Linked DNA regions of Sus scrofa: region 1 is linked to region 2. Evidence: chromatin contacts called from public Hi-C data. All regions are on one chromosome and are shown on one strand. The core of a region is the stretch at or near the end of the contact, and the rest is flanking DNA. Distances in the headings are between cores, read along the strand shown. Region 1 overlaps LOC100620238 (zinc finger protein 454). Region 2 holds the start of LOC102159167.

Region 1 (3,587 bases), core at 367-2,866, 58 kb before region 2:
ACGGAAAATGTCATAGGGTCACAAAAATAGTCATTGACGATGTTGAGTAAAAAGTGGCCAACAGTTAAATGTAACTGGCAAGTCTCAGGTTCCCATTCTTGGTCCCCATGCTGACAAACCATTCTGAGCTCCGTGAAAGTATTCACAGGCAGCTAAACATCCCCAGTTTGATATTTCTATACTTTAACCTCATCCTTACCCACCCCGCAAAATATTGTCCACAAAAATAAATACCTGTTCTCTAAATACCACCCAGTTTTACAAAGGCACCCTCAGCATCCAGGCTTCTTTCTGATTTAGTCACGGAGAACCAAGTTTATCTTGATGTTTTTGTTTTTTGTCTTTTTGCTATTTCTTGGGCCGCTCCCGTGGCATATGGAGATTCCCAGGCTAGGGGTCCGATCGGAGCTGTAGCCACCGGCCTACACCAGAGCCACAGCAACACCGGATCGTTAACCCACTAAGCAAGGGCAGGGACCAAACCTGCAACCTCATGGTTCCTAGTCGGATTTGTTAATCACTGTGCCATAACGGGAACTCCTATCTTGATGTTTTTTGCACTGGGTCCTGGGTCCCATGGCCTCTTACAGGGGAAAAAGTTAAAATAGTTATTTTGCCATCATTTTGCAAATGCCTTTCTTCTTGCTTAATTGCACTTTTCAAAATGATTGCCTTCTAGGTAGGTTTGTACTATGCAACTGGTGTTTACTACTGGGAGAAAACTCCCTAACAATCTTGCGAGCATTCTTTCCAGAAAGAAAGTCGCAGTGCAATAATCTCAAGGACCACTAGAACCAGTCCTGGGACTGCCAAACGCCAGCTATGAAGAAGAATGCAAGCTTGCATCTACCCTGAACTTTATTTGTAGCCCTGTTTTCCACTCCCAAGCTATAAGACCCCTTCCTATTAGCTCCTGAAGGAGGGCAGTCTTTAGGGCATTAGGCTGCTGTGGCCTCCTCTGCCTGGTAAAGCAATAAAAGCTACCGTTTTATACTTCACCCAGAACTCTGTCTCTGAGTTTCTATTCGGCACCAGTGGACAGAAGCAACACAGCCACCGCTTTGGTCCCAGTTCCCTCACTGGACCACCAGCTTTCCACCTGCACCTCTGTCTTCTATCCTGGCACCCTACTCCTGGTAGGAACCACCTCCCGGGCAGTACCGCTAGGGCTATACTGTTACACTTGGGTTGCCAAGTACAAGGCGGCAGCCCCACTTCCCTCTCAAGTCATCTCTGCGGGGTCCTCTATCAGGAATGCGCCTTTATAGCTTGTCCCTTCCGACTCCACCCTTGGGGCCGTCCCAGATGCACTCTCCTCACCCGAATGAGTACAGTTATCCCAGACTGACCTTCCTAATCCCATCATCAATTTTTCCGGAGTCTATCTTCCTTAATCTCACCAAAATGCAACGAAAATAGCCCTGGCAGTTAGCTCAAGGGGGTTTAGATGTCTCCAGAACCCTGACGCCCCTGCCAACGCCCGTGCCCAGGCCCCTGGGAAATGTAGTTTCAACACGGAATCGCCCTTGGCCTGGGGCGGTTGAAAGGCGGGGCTCCCTCTACGCAGACGCGCAGTATCACTTTCGCCGCTCCACGGCTCGCTTGCCGCAGATTTGCCCTCTGGGAAATGGAGTCTGTGAAGCGGAAGCGCTCTGCTCGCCGACCTGCAGGATCCGGCTCTGCGGGTCCCTGGGCAACGCGCAAGCGCAGTTCCAATCCCGGCTGCAGACTCCAGCTTATTGTGTTCTGCCTGCACTGTGGCGGTTGCCCTCGCTCGCCCCGCGTAGAAGCTCCTGGAAGGGCAACCCAGTGGATACTAGGCACAGTGGCCAAAGCCGCATCGGGAGAGTGGGAGCGGCCTTGGGGAGGTCGAGCCCGGTGGGAAGGGCGGATGAAAACCGAATAGGTCCCGGTCGTGGTCCGTTCTGGAGGACGCTGATCTGATGTCCCAAACTTCCCGGGATGTATTGCTAAGGTTTGATTCCAAAGACAGAAAAAAGGCCAGGTGTGGGATCTTGGGTTAGGTTTCGAAACTGCGGGTGCATGTGGATGAGGATGCGGCCAGGGCCTCTGGCGTGTGTTTTGGAACTGATCCCTGGTAGCCCATTTATGCGCGGTGCTCCCGGTGTGGTTCAGAGCCCTGTTTTCCGAACCCGCAGCTGCGCGGCCCCTGCATCAGCTCCCAAAGGGACCTGACAGAGCTTGATCCAGGGCAGGAGTGTGGGTTGTGTGATTAAGATTCCTTGTGCCCTCCTTCCCCCATCCCTCGCACAAATACACTGCTTCTTGCCCACCTTTGACTCCAGGTCACCCAAACAGGGCCCCAGAGAAGGAGAGGTCTGAAGCCAGAAAAGAGCTTGGCCTGAGAGACGTCCCCACGATGAAGATCCAGCCTTCTTAGCTTCCTTTTTGAAGAGAAAGAACACCCTCCTTTCCCACTTCTTATGCTCCCCTCCTAGGATTAGGCACCTTTTTATGCAGGAGATACACTTTGCTTGAGATCTCTCAGTGTAATTTAAGGCAAAAGGCCACTGGGAGTGTAGAAAGTGTGAAAACAGGCTGGAGAATGTTTTTTTTCAGGGAGAAGTCAATGTATTTAAGACATAGAAGGGAAGATAAGGAGAATTTGACTCAGATTGTTAGGGGGGAAATTGGTCGGGGCTGGTGGAAGTAGCAGCCTGGTTAAGCCTCCCTTTACAGCCGAGGCCAACAGAAATTACTTCAAGGAGGAGAGAGGATTGAGAACAAATAGGGGCTAAGAATTCACTGCTTGGGTATTGGAGGACTCCCAGGGTGTTAATGCTCAAACCCCTCTTTGGACTGCTGTGTGATATCTTTTGACTCAGCCCTCTCCTCATGAACAGGTGTTAGAAGTTTCAAGTCTGAGGATTTACGCTCTGTTGTCCCTAAAAGGGCTCATCAGAGAAGAAGGAATGGCAGTCAGGTGCCTGCCAACCATGGTCCAGGTGAGTGGGGGATTTCTGTGGGGTTCCCCCTCTAAATTGCCTTATAAGATTGGAATGTAGTGGCTGAAGAGGATGGGCATGTTTCTTTCCCCTGACCAGGAGCTTTTCTCCCAGTCCAGTCTTACCTAGGCACCTGACCCATATGCTGGTTTTTTTCTTTTTTCTTTTTTGGTTGCCCTGTGGCATATGGAGTTCCTGGGCCAGGGATCAGATCCGAGCGGCATTTGCAACCTAAGCTGCAGCTGCAGCAACGCCCGATCCTTAACCAAGGATTGAACCTGTGTCTTAGCGCCCCCAAGACGCCCCAGATCCCAGTGCGCCATATCGGGAACTCCCACATGCTCCTTTCTCCCCCACTCTCTACCACCCATGTTGGGCTCATCCTGGTGGGAGCTCAGGAACTTGCTAAAGGTCACACAAGTGACACAATTGGAAATGAAACCCAGGTTGGTTCAAAATGAAAAACTGCATTGTTTCCACTAGCAAGTAAAAATAAGGGTCTAAAGTGGTAAAGGAGGCAGTCTATAACACAGGAATTGATGGAAGAGAGAAATTGAAACATTTTCTTAGGAAGGTGGGATTTACTAGGCTTTTTTTTTTTGGCTGCACCTGTGGCACGTG
Region 2 (3,162 bases), core at 637-3,136:
ACTCTCAATAAGGCCATAGGAACAGGCTATGAGAGAAGAGGCAGTGCAGCAGGGGTGCAGACCATGGGACAGAATAATGGATAAATAAATTATAGTAAAGTCACACGATGGCATACTAAAGAACAATGAAAATTTAGAACCTCGGCCATATGAGAGAGATGAATCTTCCAAACGAGATGATGAGCAAAAGCAAGCTGCAGGAGCTTAGGCAGATATTTTATGTTTCTTTCAATTTTTGTATCATTCAAATTTTTTTTTTTTTTTTTTGGCTGTGCCTGCAGCATGTGAAAATTTCCAGCCACAGCAAAGCAGGATCCTTAACTACTAGGCCACCAGGGAACTCCTATTTTTTTTTCTTTTTTTCTTCTGAATCTTTCTGTTAGCTGGACTTTGGATCTCAGGGCATATATCTGCTGCATGTCTTCCAAGATTTTCAATTTTTGGTGTTCTGATGGTATTTTTCTAGAGCTGTATGGGATTTTATTACCTTAAAAATTATATATGTTAAGTGTTTTTGTTTTGATATGTTTTGTTATAGTAAAGAGGTAATTGTGTTTATTCAGTCTGCTACCTTATTTTTACTTTGTAAATCTCAATACCATCTTGCTAACAGTGGTTCATAATTGTTATTTTATTTTGCATTATTATTTTTATTGTACTAAAATACACATCACATAAAATTTACCATTTTAACCATTTTTAAGTGTATAGCACAGAGGCATTAAGCACATTTGTTGTTAGGTAACCATAACGACTAGTCACATCCAGAACTTTCTTCATTACCCCAAACTGAAACTCTGTATTTGTTAAGCAATAAATCCTCATTTCCCTCTCCCATCAGCCCCTGGTAACCACTATTCTACTTTCTGTCTATGAATCTGACTATTTTACATACCATGTATAGGTGGAATCATACAATATTTGTCCCTTTGAGTCTGCTTTATTTCCCGTCTTCAAGATTCATCCATGTTGAGGCATATATTAGATTTTCCTTCCTTTTTGTGGCTGAATAATATTTCATTGTAGGATAGACCACATTTTGTTTATTCACTCATCTGTTCATTGACACTTTGGTTGTTTCTACCTTTTGACTCCTATGAATAATGTTTCCATGGACATTATTAGTGTATAAGTACCTGTCTGAGGTTTTGCTTTCAATTATTTTGGGAATATTCCCAGAAGGGCAATTGCTGGATTATATATGGTAATTCTATTTTTAATTTTTTAAGGAACTGCCATAACTATTTTCCAAAGCAGCTGCACTATTTTACATTCTCACCAGCAATTCACAAGGATTTAATTTCAACAAGTCTTCACCAACACTTGTTGCTTTCTGTATTATTCTGTTTTTGGTTTTTATTTTATTTTTTTTGCCTTTTTGTCTTTTTGTTGTTGTTGTTGCTATTTCTTGGGCCGCTCCCGCGGCATATGGAGGTTCCCAGGTTAGGGGTTGAATCGGAGCTGTAGCCACCGGCCTACGCCAGAGCCACAGCAACGCAGGATCCGAGCCGCGTCTGCAACCTACACCACAGCTCACGGCAACGCCGGATCGTTAACCCACTGAGCAAGGGCAGGGACCGAACCCGCAACCTCACGGGTCCTAGTCGGATTCGTTAACCACTGCGCCACGACGGGAATTCCTACGGTTTTTATTACATACTCATTTTCCGCTCTTATTATCACTATCATAATAGAAATAAAAAGCGTGCAGAAGAGGATCCGAGGTTACATCAGAGGCTGGTAGACAAGGTTTCAGGCTCCTCGGGTTTCCAGCAGGACCCCTTCCTCTAGCCTTCCTACCCTTGGCCCTTCTCAGACACTGTATGGGCCCGTGCCGTGGAGACTTCTGGGAAATAGAGTTCGAAAGGAAAAGCGCTGCGGTTCTCCTGTGCGCAGGCGCTTTTGCGCCCGTCGGCCTGTCGGCGGCGGCAACAAATATCCCTACGCTAGGTGTACCGCTTGCCTGCAGTGCTGTCTGCCTCTTCGAGTCCCCGCCCCGGCGAGCCCAGGTACAGCCAGTAAGAGTGGGTCCGGGGTGTGCGGCTCCTGCGGCGGGGCCAGGACAGAGGGCCAGCCGGGGCGGGAGTCCCAGCTGCGGGCGTCCAAGCCAAGGCGGCCTCGGCAGGTGAACGCGGCCCGAGGAGGGGGCGTTGCCCGGGGAGGTTCCCCCGTCTGTCCCCTGGGCCTCAGTCTCCGCCCAGGCTTCTGGAGAAAGGTCCCCCCAAAAGGTTGAAGGATGCTGTGTCTTGTTTCAGTGTTCACGAACCCCGGGGCGTTTTTTGGCTTTTAGCATTTGCTGGTTTTACTCCCCAGAGTTAAAATTTATTTTTTTATGTTTACCCATTTTTGCTAACCATGCTTTCTTGTTCTTCCAGAGTGAATCCTAAGTGATTTAACTATTTTCTTTTTTTGTAATTTTTGAGTGATTTTGTCCGCTAAGTTATTTCCCTTTTCTTTAAATTTTAAGTTCATTTCTATCCAACGAAGGTGTTTCTTCTGAGCCTTGTATATTTTGGGGACGGGGGAAGGGAAGGTAGGTGGTTAATATTTCCTTTTGCTTTTTTTTTTTTTTTTTTTTTTGTCTTTTTGCCATTTCTTGGGCCGCTCCCACGTATATGGAGGTTCCCAGGCTAGGAGTCTAATCGGAGCTGTAGCCACCGACCTACGCCAGAGCCACAGCAACTCGGGATCCGAGCCGCGTCTGCGACCTACACCACAGCTCACGGCAATGCCGGATCATTAACCCACTGAACAAGGCCACGGATAGAACCCGCAACCTCATGGTTCTTAGTCGGATTCCTTAACCACTGAGCCATGACAGGAACTCCTCCTTTTACATTTAAGGAGCTTTGGTAACTCTTCATAAAGGAAACACAACTTCCAAGAGGAATAGTTGGTTGGCTACGCCTGAAAAGTACACCAGTTCTTCACATGGCATTTGAAGAATTTTTATAATCACAACTGTATTTTTTTCCTCTCTCTCTCTTTTTTTTTGGCCGCTCCAAGGCACATGAGCCACAGCTGCGATCTAAGCCCCAGCTGGTGCAACCGCAGATCCTTAACCCACTGTACTGGGCCAGAGTTGGACCTGCGTCCCAAGCTCTCCCGAGATGATCCTATTGCACCACAGTGGAAACTTCCATAATTGTAATTATTATAGCT

Evidence for each region. A called contact is a pair of places that touch in the nucleus more often than the background predicts.
Region 1: a contact with region 2 is called in a Hi-C map of heart right ventricle, with 3 times the contacts expected there. The contact joins the enhancer-like site here to the promoter of LOC102159167 in region 2. A contact is called at or near these places in 6 of 47 Hi-C or Micro-C datasets (fetal skeletal muscle, heart right ventricle, liver and 2 more) and 1 of 2 datasets of contacts at active chromatin or transcription factors (skeletal muscle).

What each region holds. Positions count from the first base shown.
Region 1 is chr2:79,510,165-79,513,751 of Sscrofa11.1, reverse strand. It overlaps LOC100620238 (zinc finger protein 454), which reads left to right. Exons shown (of 3, transcript XM_021084340.1): 3 at 1-998. Among named protein-coding and RNA genes, the nearest start is that of GRM6, 45 kb to the right of the region's middle. Within about 2 kb of position 1,616, at least 49 of the 83 cell types and tissues checked have an H3K27ac peak or open chromatin away from gene starts, as enhancers often do.
Region 2 is chr2:79,452,893-79,456,054 of Sscrofa11.1, reverse strand. LOC102159167 reads left to right here and starts at 1,886. Exons shown (of 12, transcript XM_021085149.1): 1 at 1,886-2,009.